Regions from separate parts of the Columba livia genome. Here region 2 is linked to region 1. Evidence: chromatin contacts called from public Hi-C data. All regions are on one chromosome and are shown on one strand. The core of a region is the stretch at or near the end of the contact, and the rest is flanking DNA. Distances in the headings are between cores, read along the strand shown. Region 1 has its middle 110 kb from the start of NT5E. Region 2 overlaps LOC135579006 (a long non-coding RNA gene).

Region 1 (5,970 bases), core at 1,099-3,598:
ATTTCCTTAGCCCTTGTTTTCATTATGTTGTTCTCAAAGATTTAAGTTGGTGTATCTAAGCACAGACCCCGTGCAGTTCTTTAGAAAATCAGAAAGATGCCTGTCCTGAAAATTCACTTGAGCTGCTGAATTTCACAAATCAGCTTTTCCTTTTCCATATCAGGGGCTGTTTTCCCTCTACCTTGGCAGCAGCCTGCAGCTCTTAGCCACAGCTCATGTTTGTCCCCAAAATTTGCCAGGACTCCTGCACTGCCTGTGCCCTGAGCTCCCCAGCCAGGCCACGAGGCTGCTGGGTCCAGGGCATGCTGTGGTGGATGTTTTACTGGGGCAGGAAAGATCCTGTCCCGTGAACACTTCCGCACAAATGTGTTACCTTCAGGAAAGATGTTTTTTTCACTAGGTATCTGGCAAAGTTTTAAGAACTTATTATTTTGGACTCTTAACCCACTCTGGTAGTGAAAGCATGAGTTGCTAGGGGGGATATTTATTTGTTATTTGCCCATTGCTGTAGACAGATGTGACAGCTACAATAACTTTGATCTTTTGTTTTCCCCACTTGGAGAAGTCCTTATTACCAAAACATCACCTCTGACCTTCTTTTATATTTTCAGCATGCATTTTATTAACTCCTTTTTCATATGGGACATGTGGTGTCTGCTGCTTGGTACAAAGGAGACAAAGTTTGCACTTCTGATGCAAAGAGCAGCAGTGAGGAATCTGGCTCCTTGCCAACAGTTTATGCAAAAGGAAAAAAAAAGGAGGGAGGGGTGAATTAAATCTGTGCATATAGAGTCAGACTTTCTTTGGGCTCACTGCTGGGACAAGCCTATTGCACTTAACAGGGGTTCGGTTAGGGAAAGCGGAGTGCATCCTTATCCTACCCCATGCATGCATTTTATGCAGAGATGATAAATTTCAATCAATTGCCTGAAGAATTTATTTTCACAGCACCTCTTTACTTCCCAGGCTAAGAAACAAGGCCACCGGCCCTTCCCTGCCAGTAACACTGGAGGTTTTGCACTTATTATACATTTGGTGAAACAGTGAAAATTTACTAGATGTTGCAGAAAGAAACAAGGGAAAGTTAAAGCACAGCCTAGAAAAATAAAATGAGTACTGTTTGCATGTACTTTTATTGATTTCTGACAGCCATGTTATTTTCAAGGACAACAGAAGGGAAAAGAATTTCAGTCTTTGAATGGATGAGTGATATACTACCCCCCTTTTTAACTAGTCATATATATATATATTTGTTGTTGTTGTTCTGGTGTATGCATGTGCAGAAGGGTGTCTACCTAATTGGCCTCAAGAGGGGATTAAACTAAATAAAATCACAGTCCACAGGAGGCCTCTAAATATGGCTTTTTAATTTGAAAATTTTTGTGGGTTCCAGTGTAATTCAAGCTTTTCAAGCTTTATTAGTGCAGTCGTTCCTGCAGCTTGCAAAGCTCTCATCTCAGTGAGTTTGATATGCTTGCCCCTACTCAAGCAGAAGACAGAGAGCTCTCTTCAGCTGCAAAACACGCTCTGTGACATAACAAAAGCCCTACTGTAAATAAAACACATGTTAATAACAGTGACAGGAGGCGGCAGAAACCGGCAACGCGCATCCAGGCAGCGACGCCACTCGAAAGCGGTACTAAACGGAGGTAATGACAGTCAGCAAGCATCTATCTACTCTGCCTGTGACAGAGGCGCTGGGAGCAGATAGGAGTAAATACCAGCAATTTTACATGTTCGCTTGTAATAAAAGTCAAAATATGCAGCTTGGTGTAACTAATTGCTGTGGAAGGAGAACGAACCAATCGTGCTTGTTGCTGTGAAACTGTTAATGGAGAACTTATGGAGAGAAAGTCCAAGTTCTCTCGTCCAAATTGGAATGTGAAAGAAATCTGTTGGAAGGTGATGACAGAAATGAAGTAAAACAGTTGTTTCCTGATCCATGTGCCAGATGTGTCACATACTGTGATAAATAAGATCTGCATCTTACACTCCAGAAATTGGGGAATATTACAAGCGTTTATTATAGTGAGGTACAAAAAAATGTACTTGAAATGCTTTGTTTCTCCTGGCACCAAGCAGTGAGAAGTTATTGCACAATGCCTGGAGCTGCTAATTCTTTTGTTTAGGTTCAATCCAACACAGCCTATTAAAAGCTTAAATTCAATTTTATTGTTAAGGTATTTATTAACTGATTATGAAAATACATTAAAGGGCTCATAATTAAACTACTAAATTGTTCCTTACCTTGACGAATCCCCCATTTTCCAAGACTGACTTCCATAGTATAAAATATCAGGGTTTTAATTTAGAGAAGAATGCTGCTCACAGGCAAACCCCAGCTTTTGCTTCAGCTCTTGAGTTGATCCCAGGCTGCCTTGCTGCCCAGAGTATCATGGCAGAAAGCCTAATTGCATTGGTGGCATTTCTTGGGAAGACTGCTCTGGAGGCTTGTGGCATGTTGTCACACATTTGCAGAAATAGCTGTGTGTTGATGTTGGATAACCCACTCTTACTACTCGGGAAAAGTCCCATTGACTTTTGGCCCATATGTCTTTGAAAATGCGCATTGTGAGCAGCTTGCTAGCCCTGTTGAGACTGAAGTCACATGCTTCCAGGCAAAGCACATTCCCAGAGTGAAATGAAGTTCCCAAAGATTTGCTTTCTAAATGCTCCCCCAAATTCAAAGCCTGGGAAGACAGTGGGAGCTGAGTGACTGGATCTCCTACAGTAGATCAGCTTAGGACCTCAGAGAGTCTGCCAACCCTCCAAACCAGTGATTTTATCCAGACAACTACATTGTGTCTTCATCCAGATGACTGATGGTGGGGAGGGGTGGGGTGGGATGGGTGCCGAGACAGCCAAGGTAAATTGAGCCTTTTTGTGTTTTCCCTTTGGAAATTGCTCTGCTCATCAGAAGGGCTGTGTGTCTAGCACCTGCAACAAGGTTAATGAGGAGACTGGGTTGTTTACCCAGAATTCTTACAGCTCTCAGCTGGGAACAAGCAGAAAGTAAATATCTGATTACCACAGGTAGAGATGAAAGCTTGAAACCACTGGTAACTTGTTTTGGGTGAACCTCTACAGTTCCAGGAACTTGATGGTGAACAGCAATTCTCTGAATATGTGATCTGTCTTTAAAACAGAAAACCCATCTCATGGTTGCTATGCCCCTGAAGACCCAGGGAAGTGGTAGATCTCTTTATTCTGGTGCTGTGCCCAGCAGTTCAAGAAACCTTCCCAGCCTGGCTGGGGCTTCAGGCCACTGTTGTGTTCCCTCTGCATGCTTGCTCAGAGTGGGGGTGGGTGTCCCACACGACATTGCACTCTTCCATGGGGACTTTCTGGTCAGGATTCATCTCACATGAATCTAGGCTGAGGTGAACTGCACCCTCCATGTGTCTCTGTCTCTCCTTTGATGATGAACAGGTAATGCTTCATCGCCTGTAGATGAAAACTACCTTGGTTATCATTCATATTTCACAGGGCTACTTCAGAGAGATTGGCTTGAGATGCATTTAAAAAACTGAGATTCACAAAAATGTAGCTTTGGTGATGTGCCAGTATCCTGTCTCAACGTATAAAACCTGTAAGTGATGTAGGTGAGTTCCAGCCGTGAATGTTTCCTAAATCACATTTGTTCCTGCTGCCCAGTTTCCCCACAAAGGAATAGTTGCCTGTGTGTATCCTCAGGATAGTTTTTAACCTTTGCTGTGTAAGTCAGTCTGTCCCACCCTGAAGATGTAACATCATCTATGGTCTTCATCAGCATCCCAACAGCCTTTATTTAGATTTCAGAGGAAAAGGCCTCTGTATCACTTTAAAAATTCTTGGAAACAACTTTGTTCTTAGACTACATCTTCACTGCTGGAAGAGTGTTTGCTTACCCTGTGGTAGGTATCTCACTCTAAAAATTCAGAGCAGCACAGGTAGCTTTTACTTTGAGATAGGTCTTTCACTCCTCCTGGGATTTGACTTCATTATTCATATGAAAGCAAAAGTTCTCTTGCCCTCCCCTCCGTCGATGTTTCCCAGTGAGATAATGAATTTAGCAATCCAACTGGAAACCCCCCCTTTTTTTCTTTTTTTTTTTTTTTTTTTGGCAGAGAAGCTGCAGCTGTAAGTGTTTATGGGAAATAACGATATCTGATTAGTTTTTTTTTTTACACACTAAGCTGCATACCCTCTGCCCTCTGGTAACCTTATTATTTGTTATACTGTTGGAGGCTGTGGAAGAATGGAAAGACTGCAGTTTCTCAGCAGCACAGCTAGAGCTGGCCAGCCTTCCAAAATACAGAGGTGCTGTTGCTGCTCAAAGATATTTTATTGAAGAAAGTGATACTACTTTCAACAAAACCAGGCACAGCCTTACAGTAAGGGCTAGTTAGGAGCCTCAGCAAAATGTTATTGTCATCCAGAGCCATGTTTACCCTTAAGGGACACATTAGAAAAAACAATGAACAATGGGCCATACTGACAGCTTATGGGAGGAAATGAATGAAAGAAATAAAGCTTACTATGCTTTTGTGAAGCTGACACAAAGATAACTGACAAAATTCAGTATGTTACAGCTTTTGTAAATGGCAAAAATATTGATTGTCCTGACTTGTCACAGAAAGTGAAAACACCTATCATGCATGCCAAATATATGAAAAAAAAAATAGGTGATACTTACTGCAGTGAATAGACAGTGATGAATGTGGTGAATAACGCATGATGCACATCGTCTAAGCCAGTGAGTGGATCTCCCTGAGGCAAGGAATATTTTTATGTTGCCTCTATATACTTCATCCTAAATGGAGACTCCAGAATCTAAGATCTAAAGAACAGTCCAGTCTAGCCACTGTCTTAACCTCACAAGCAGCTAAATTCATTAGGTTTTTCCTTCCTTAGGCTGAAGAATCCTGGAGCAATGAATGTTAGTGGTCAAAAGTACCTGTCCTGGGACAAAAACACATCTGCCCCCACACACCCTCTCAAAAGTCTGCTGTGACCTAGAGGTGGTTGGAGAGGAGTCTCAGCTCCAGCTGGGGTCTTGGCAAAGCCCAAGCAAAGAGATGTGGTGGGGATGAAGGAAGCAGGCTGAGGACTCCATCAGCTTCCTGGGACAAAGACCAAAAACTGAAACTAAAAGTCACTCAAGGCAGGCATCCAAAGGGCTGGGTAGATGGGATCCCTCCCAGTGTTACCAGTGACACTGGATTCCAGTCAGGTTCACAAAAAGTCTTGTGCAACAGGGACCATGGACAACAACTTGAGATTATTTATACCAGTGTAGTTCTCAAAGTTTACGCTGTGAATTTATTGGTCTAGCAGAGATAAGCATTGCCAAAAAAAAGTACATTCCTAACTCTGGTTAGATAATCCAACTTTGCTATTTCAATCTGAATTCACTGTGAAAACAAGATGACTTGGGTTTTAGGCTGTGCCTGTATCTCAGCTAGAGGTTTATACAGGATCCTGGAGCAGCTCGCTCTGTTTGCTCTGTCTTTTGGGCTGTTTTTACCTAAGTCAGATAAATTGAAGTAGCGAACTTTAGCATCTGGAAAGCTCTTAAGATCTCCCCAGAGATCTGTCCTTCACATAAGGCTGCACATGGCTCAGAGGACACACAGTTGGGGCAGTGCCCGTGGCTGTAAGAGGTGCCCAGTGTGGTATGGGGGCAGGCGCAGGACCCTACCAGCATGGGGACGACCCGGGGCAGCTTTCCCCTAACCCCTGCTGAGGACTGACAATTCACGTTTCATAGTTTGTATTACTCTTTAGTTTTAGAAAACAAAAGCTTTCCTGTATTTGCAAACACAGCACCAAATGCGGTTCGGGTCACCCCTCAGCGGTGGTGTGTGAAAAGCACAGTGTCTCCAGTACAAACCTGCTCCTGCCGTCAGCTCAACTGAAGAAATGTGCATTGGCGGTTCCCATCCATAGGTGTTACTGAGTGACAGGTAGCGATGGAGGCAGAAAAATGTC
Region 2 (5,783 bases), core at 2,544-5,043, 100 kb before region 1:
CACCTGTTATTTAATCAGAAGGCAAACCGTTCACAGCCATGGTGCTCATTCACTGTTCGTCCAGGGTGATGCTGCACTCTGCTGGATGTGGCTGGTCCCATCACTTGCGTTCTTTAGTCTCCCCTAGTTTCCTGCAGTTAGTTGTATTCAGCACTTTTCAGTACAAGTACAGTTCTAGCACAAGTAATTTCTACTTTGAAGAATTGTGTTTGTTTGTTTGTTTGTTTGTTTAATGAAAGTGACTGACATCCCTCTTTCTGACTTGGCTTCCATTATACTCAAATCCTGTAGATATAAGGAAATTAAAGGAAGAAAAAAAGATGAAGGAGTGGAAATACATCCGACTATCCAGGTGTTTCCTTTGTGTTTGCCAGACCTCAGTTCTGCAAGTGTCATCTTCTGTGAGAGAGGTCTCCATAGTCCATGCCCCTTTGACCAAACATCCCAACTATGATAAGCTCCAGGCATCTTTCTGTAGCTCCTCTTCCTTAGAAGCACTAAGGAAAAGTCTGCATGAAATTTACAAACAATCAAGGACCTAACTGGTCTAATTAAAACAGAATGTACTAAGAATGTATAGGAAAACTGGAGTGGATCGAAAGGACTTGTCTGAGTAACTAACTCAGTTTATTCAGCAAGTATCAGGCCAGGGAGCTACATCTTGGATTCATTACAAAGGAAGCAATATCTTACTTGTCCTCCGCTCCTATCCTCAGGCAGCTGTCAGCAAGACAATCTCTTCCTTCCTCTCTTTTCTGATCCTCTTGACTACAGCATCTCAGAGACACAGCCTCTAGTGTCCGGCGCTTCTCGTCCCTACTGTTCCCACAAACACCGTTCCTTTATAGCCTGTGACCACTTTTGATGTTCAAGTTGTGACAGATTTCATTACCTTATAACATGTGCTGGTCGCAGTTATATTTCAACAATGAAATGTCTGCACCATCTGGGATAAGAGTTTCTCTTCTCTCTACAGTGGTTAACACCTTCTAACATGACCCTCATCCCTGCCCCCTCCAGCTAACTCTGGAGTTATATTTCCCAATTTCCTTTCTCAGAACTTGGCATTTCAAAAGCCTCTTTGATCTTGCCATCACCTCGGCATGCCTGAAGGGTAAAGATGTGTAGACCATGGTTTACATGTCAGCCTCCCCTCATTCAAGGTGTTGGACTGGCTAGGTCGATTTGTTCATAAAGCAACAAGACTGGTATTATTCATACCGTTTTATTATTGATACTTCTCCTCCATAGCACTGGTGAATTATTGACAAATTAAAGTCCATCCATCCCAGCGGCTAGAGACTTCACTACCTTTTGGTTTGTGGAATTCTGTTTCTGGATTGAGTTTAATTCTTTATTTTTCATATTTAATGCACTTGATTCCTGTTTCATTGGAATTATCAGCAAAGCAAAAGAAGATTCCATCAGTGGAATAACAAACAAACAAAAGTACAATACAGCACTCCTGCCTCCTTATTTATGGCAGAGAAAGGGATGTAGGATCTTCAAAGTCTCACCTATGAAGAGCAAGTCCAATCAAACTTTGGTTTAAAAAAATTAAACAATGTGTTCACACAGGAATGGTGTCATATTACATGGCTGGCAATATCCAGGTCCCCTAGAAATGTAAATGGCATTAATTTTGCTCCTCCGGTGCTATGCAGCAACAAAAGGCAGTATTTTATTCTATACAAGCTCAGGACAATTTCAAGCTATAAGGATTTCACTATAGGACAACCCGAAAGTTCTGTAACTCTCTTTCCCTGGCTTCAGCTCTGGTTCTTTCTTTCTGATAAGCACTTCCCGATCCCACAGGCCATACACACAGGAAGGACCCAGTAGGCCTCTTTGCCATATTATTTTGCACACTCATAAACCAGCTGCTGTTTCTGAGCTATTCCCTACAGTTTAGCATGACTGCCAGCAGTCTCCTCTTAGAAAATTACAAGTATTTCCCCTTAGCTCATCCCTTTTGTCATCCCTCTCACATTTAGGAAACTGTTTTTATTAAGCAGCTATGTGCCTATTCTGCCCATTGAGATGCTACTGCTATAGCTAAACAGTTACAGTAGGTACTGTGCATCGATAAGTGTAGATACCAAAACACTGGGATTTCAGAAGAGAACTGGGATCTCTTGGTACTTGTGATGCCAAATAGTGCTGGTCACAGTATTACTAATGCTACTACTACTGCTACTATTAGCTTGATCATCAGCACCCCCACTATTACTACTACTTTCACTAGACAATGCTGATTTTCGGAACAAACTGTCATGCTAAAAGGATCAGTTTCCATTAATATTGACTGAAAAGTGTGTTTAAAAGATGATAAGAGTACCCAGCATAACCTGTTTCACATTTTAAATGGAAACCTGTTTGGTTGTTTTTTTTTTTTTTTGTCTTAATTTAGAAGTGCACATTCATTTGAAAGTTTAGCTGATTTATGCTGAAATGGGTGGAAAAGTGTTAAGGTCAAAATAAAAACATCCTTTAAGTTTTTCAGTAGGCTTGATTTGTTTTCTGTTCAGGTTATTGGTTCACAAAAATGTCTAAGGTGTTGCCTTTTTGACTGATTCAAAGCAGGACTTAAAGAGTTCCGTGCTATAAACCTTTCCTGCACAGTTACGCCGCCAGTCGCCAGGGGCGGGTAGGTACAAATTACCGACCAGGCCCACAGATGACAGTGGGCCTCTGGGTGACAACAACCCTGCTTGGGATGAACACAGGAGAGTACAAAACAAACATGGAGAAGCATTTGGGCCATGAGGCAGGATCTGGACTCAAACAAACTTGGATCAAGTCTTCGGGGGTGCCAAGGACACAGACAAGCCCCGAGGCTTGGCGCAGCGCCTCAGCTTCTTCAAAACGGTGGTTTCAGTGGCAGTTCCCGCCCTGGCTGTTTTCACGCTTTTTCTGGTGGTTCTGTGGGCACGGAGCACGCCAGGCGACGACGGGCACCCCGGCTCCAGCGCCTTTGCGCTCCCAGGCACACTTGGTGTCGGAAGCTGCGAAGGCTCCTTGCAAGTGCCGGCCCTGCCTCCGCACCCGCGCAACGCCCCGGCGCAGCTCGCCCCGCCACCCGCGGCACACCTGCGGCACACCTGCGTCCCGCCCGCTGCCTCCCCGCCGCGCCGCGTCCCGCAGCGATCGCGGCCGTGGGCCCCTTGCGGGGCGGATGGCTGCGGGGAGCAGCCGACTCGCCCTCCCCGGGGCTGAGCCGCTATGCCCCAGCTGGCACCGGCGAGGCGAAGCGCCGTGCGGCTGGGAAAGACGGTGGCTCTGCGGGACGCGGCGCACGGCGGCAGGGCGGCAGGGCGCCCGGGCGGGCGGCGGCGGAGGGAGAGCCTGCCCCTCGGGGCGCTTTCCCCCCAGCCTCCATAAGAGGGGGCTCCGGCTCTTCTCGTGGCTCCATCTTTCCGCAGCCGCCTCCTTTCTGCAGTCCGGGGTGACCGGGCGTCCGCGGAGGAGGCTGAAAACTTGGAACGGGATGACAGGCGGGGCAACTTAGCGTGAAACTTAATTAGGCGGCACTTGGTTAATTGGGGGACGTGAGCAGAGGAGAGGAAGCAGCAGTAGGTTTCCCCGTCGCCTGCGGGGGAATTGCTGCTCCCCACTTGCGGGGCTGGTGCCGGGACAGGAGAGGCCGCTCGGCAGAGCTGGAGCCGGGGCGGACAGGGGCGGGAGCCCCTCGTCCGCCTCGGCTCCCGCATGGCCCCAGCCTCCTCCCGGCCTCACCCCGGAGCTCTCCGTCGGCACCCCGGGGTGGAGGAACCCTCAGGGACAAGAGGATCGAGTAGTTTTTCCTTCAGAAAGGGGGAAAACCAGCTTTAGGAACCTCTGTCTGCAAGGGAGCCGCTGTGAGGAGGCCCTCTCCCGCAGGACTGCGGGCTGGGGAGGGAGAGCCCGCAGGGGTCCCGGTGAGCTCCGGGCAGCATGTCCGCTCCTCGGGGTGCTCGCCAGGCTGCTGGGCCTCACACAGGAGGGTCAGGGATCTCTCGAAACGGGTGTTGCTGAGGAGATGCCTCATACTCCGGGTCAGCGTCGTGCAGATCCCAGTCTGTAATCGCAGGTGGAAAAGGGACACTCCACTCATCATTCCCAAGTATCGCTGTATTTCAAAACAATTAGGGTTCTGCAGCAGATGTAAAATCAGAGTAGAAGCTGGCACAGAAAAGGCTTACTGCTGGTCTTTTTTCATCCAAAGCTGTTATCTTCCGCTTTCGTCATCAGAGAGAAAATCTAAAAATGACATTTGGTTTAGATTACAAAAATAACAACAGGATAAAGTAGCCGTGAGAGAGCAGAGCTTGTGTGTCCCTCTTTGCTAGCAGAGTGCAACAGACCTGGGAACAAAATGGCTGCTGCCTTTGCACATCATTAGTGACGATGGAAAAGCAGGGAATATGCACACAGCTCTGCTCCCCAGCTACATCTCTTGATGCCATCCATCCTCCATTGCAAGTCTAAGGAACTGATTTTTGCACTGAAACTTGTTTGCATTTGTAATTTATTAAACAATGTGCAATTCTTAGTATTTTGCCTGACTAAGGGTCTTCAGGTGGTCAGACTAGTATTAACCATAAAATGCAGTTTATGAATATTAGAAGGGTTTGGATATTGCAAATTTGCATTTATTTTCCCAATGTATAATAAAATGTGCAGTTGGTACCAGTTTGGAGGGATTTTGTCTCACCAAAGGTGTTAGCTCCGGTCCTGCTGCTCCCTCAGTTGAGAGACATGAGTATTATGTAGTGGGCAGAGAGGTTGTCTTCACAGAAAGCTCTAAGTCTGTGGCTCTCTTCCAGCTACCAAATCTGTTTTGAAAGGACAGTTGATATTATAGATGGTAGAGTTACAAATAGCCCTGACAATGCTGAATACCTGAAGGACAGGTGAGAGGAAAAAATATATCGATTTCCTGTTTTCTCACAGTTCTGTTGTAGACGTGATATTCTAAGCATGTGAGGCAAGGTTTGTGGAGGGAATTAACATGTTTTATTAGCCTAGCTTATATGGTTGGAAAAACATGTACAAGCTCTTGGGCACATAAGCACTTCTTCAGAGAGCTTGCCTGTTTTTTTCCAGCTATATCCTGTTTTCTGGCATTCTGCTGAATATCTGAATTTCCCAGTGTCCGAATTTGGCAGGGCCTTTCAAGTCCTTTCTCAGAGCCTATTACAGAAATCCTCTACTATATGTTTGAAATTTATTTTAATTTATTTCTTTTAAAACTAGGTATATGCGCAAGCAGTTCTCTGGTGGCATCCCAAATATGGGTGTGTGTGCACCATTAAATATCAATATACAGAACTGAAATGGAAAGATAAATGTGCAAAAATTTCCAACAAAATAAGGTTGGTTATTGGAAGACTGTAAACGTGCAGTGCAGGAAGTGAGAACATTTTGTATTTTGTAGACAATTTAGGATGTGCCACTTTCCGGCCAACTCTGACTTGGCAATACTACATACTAACCATCAGAGGGCACTCCTGATCCTACAAAGAAATAATGCGGTTTGCTAGAACAATAGTGAACAGTCAGACTTTCCTAATCTGGAAACGTGCTTTACATGATTTATATCCCATTGGCATCTGGATTATGAGTCAACAGATGATAAAGTCAGATATTTATGACACCTCCGTTTACCACTCTTTACAGCACAGCGCTAAATACCGTATTACTGATGCACTTGATTTGAAAGTCACTTGCAGCGTAGTAGTTCTAGTGATTTCTTCACAATTTAATACAGTGCTTAGCTCAGGCTGTGAAGGAAGTTTGCTAAA

Evidence for each region. A called contact is a pair of places that touch in the nucleus more often than the background predicts.
Region 2: a Hi-C map of crop shows a contact between it and region 1, with 4 times the contacts expected there. The contact joins two enhancer-like sites. A contact is called at or near these places in 2 of 2 Hi-C or Micro-C datasets (crop and liver).

What each region holds. Positions count from the first base shown.
Region 1 is chr3:37,392,084-37,398,053 of bColLiv1.pat.W.v2, reverse strand. No RefSeq gene overlaps it. Among named protein-coding and RNA genes, the nearest start is that of NT5E, 110 kb to the left of the region's middle. Within about 2 kb of position 2,348, at least 2 of the 3 cell types and tissues checked have an H3K27ac peak away from gene starts, as active enhancers do.
Region 2 is chr3:37,495,616-37,501,398 of bColLiv1.pat.W.v2, reverse strand. The region is part of intron 2 of LOC135579006 (a long non-coding RNA gene); the gene reads left to right. Among named protein-coding and RNA genes, the nearest start is that of NT5E, 9.8 kb to the left of the region's middle. Within about 2 kb of position 3,793, at least 2 of the 3 cell types and tissues checked have an H3K27ac peak away from gene starts, as active enhancers do.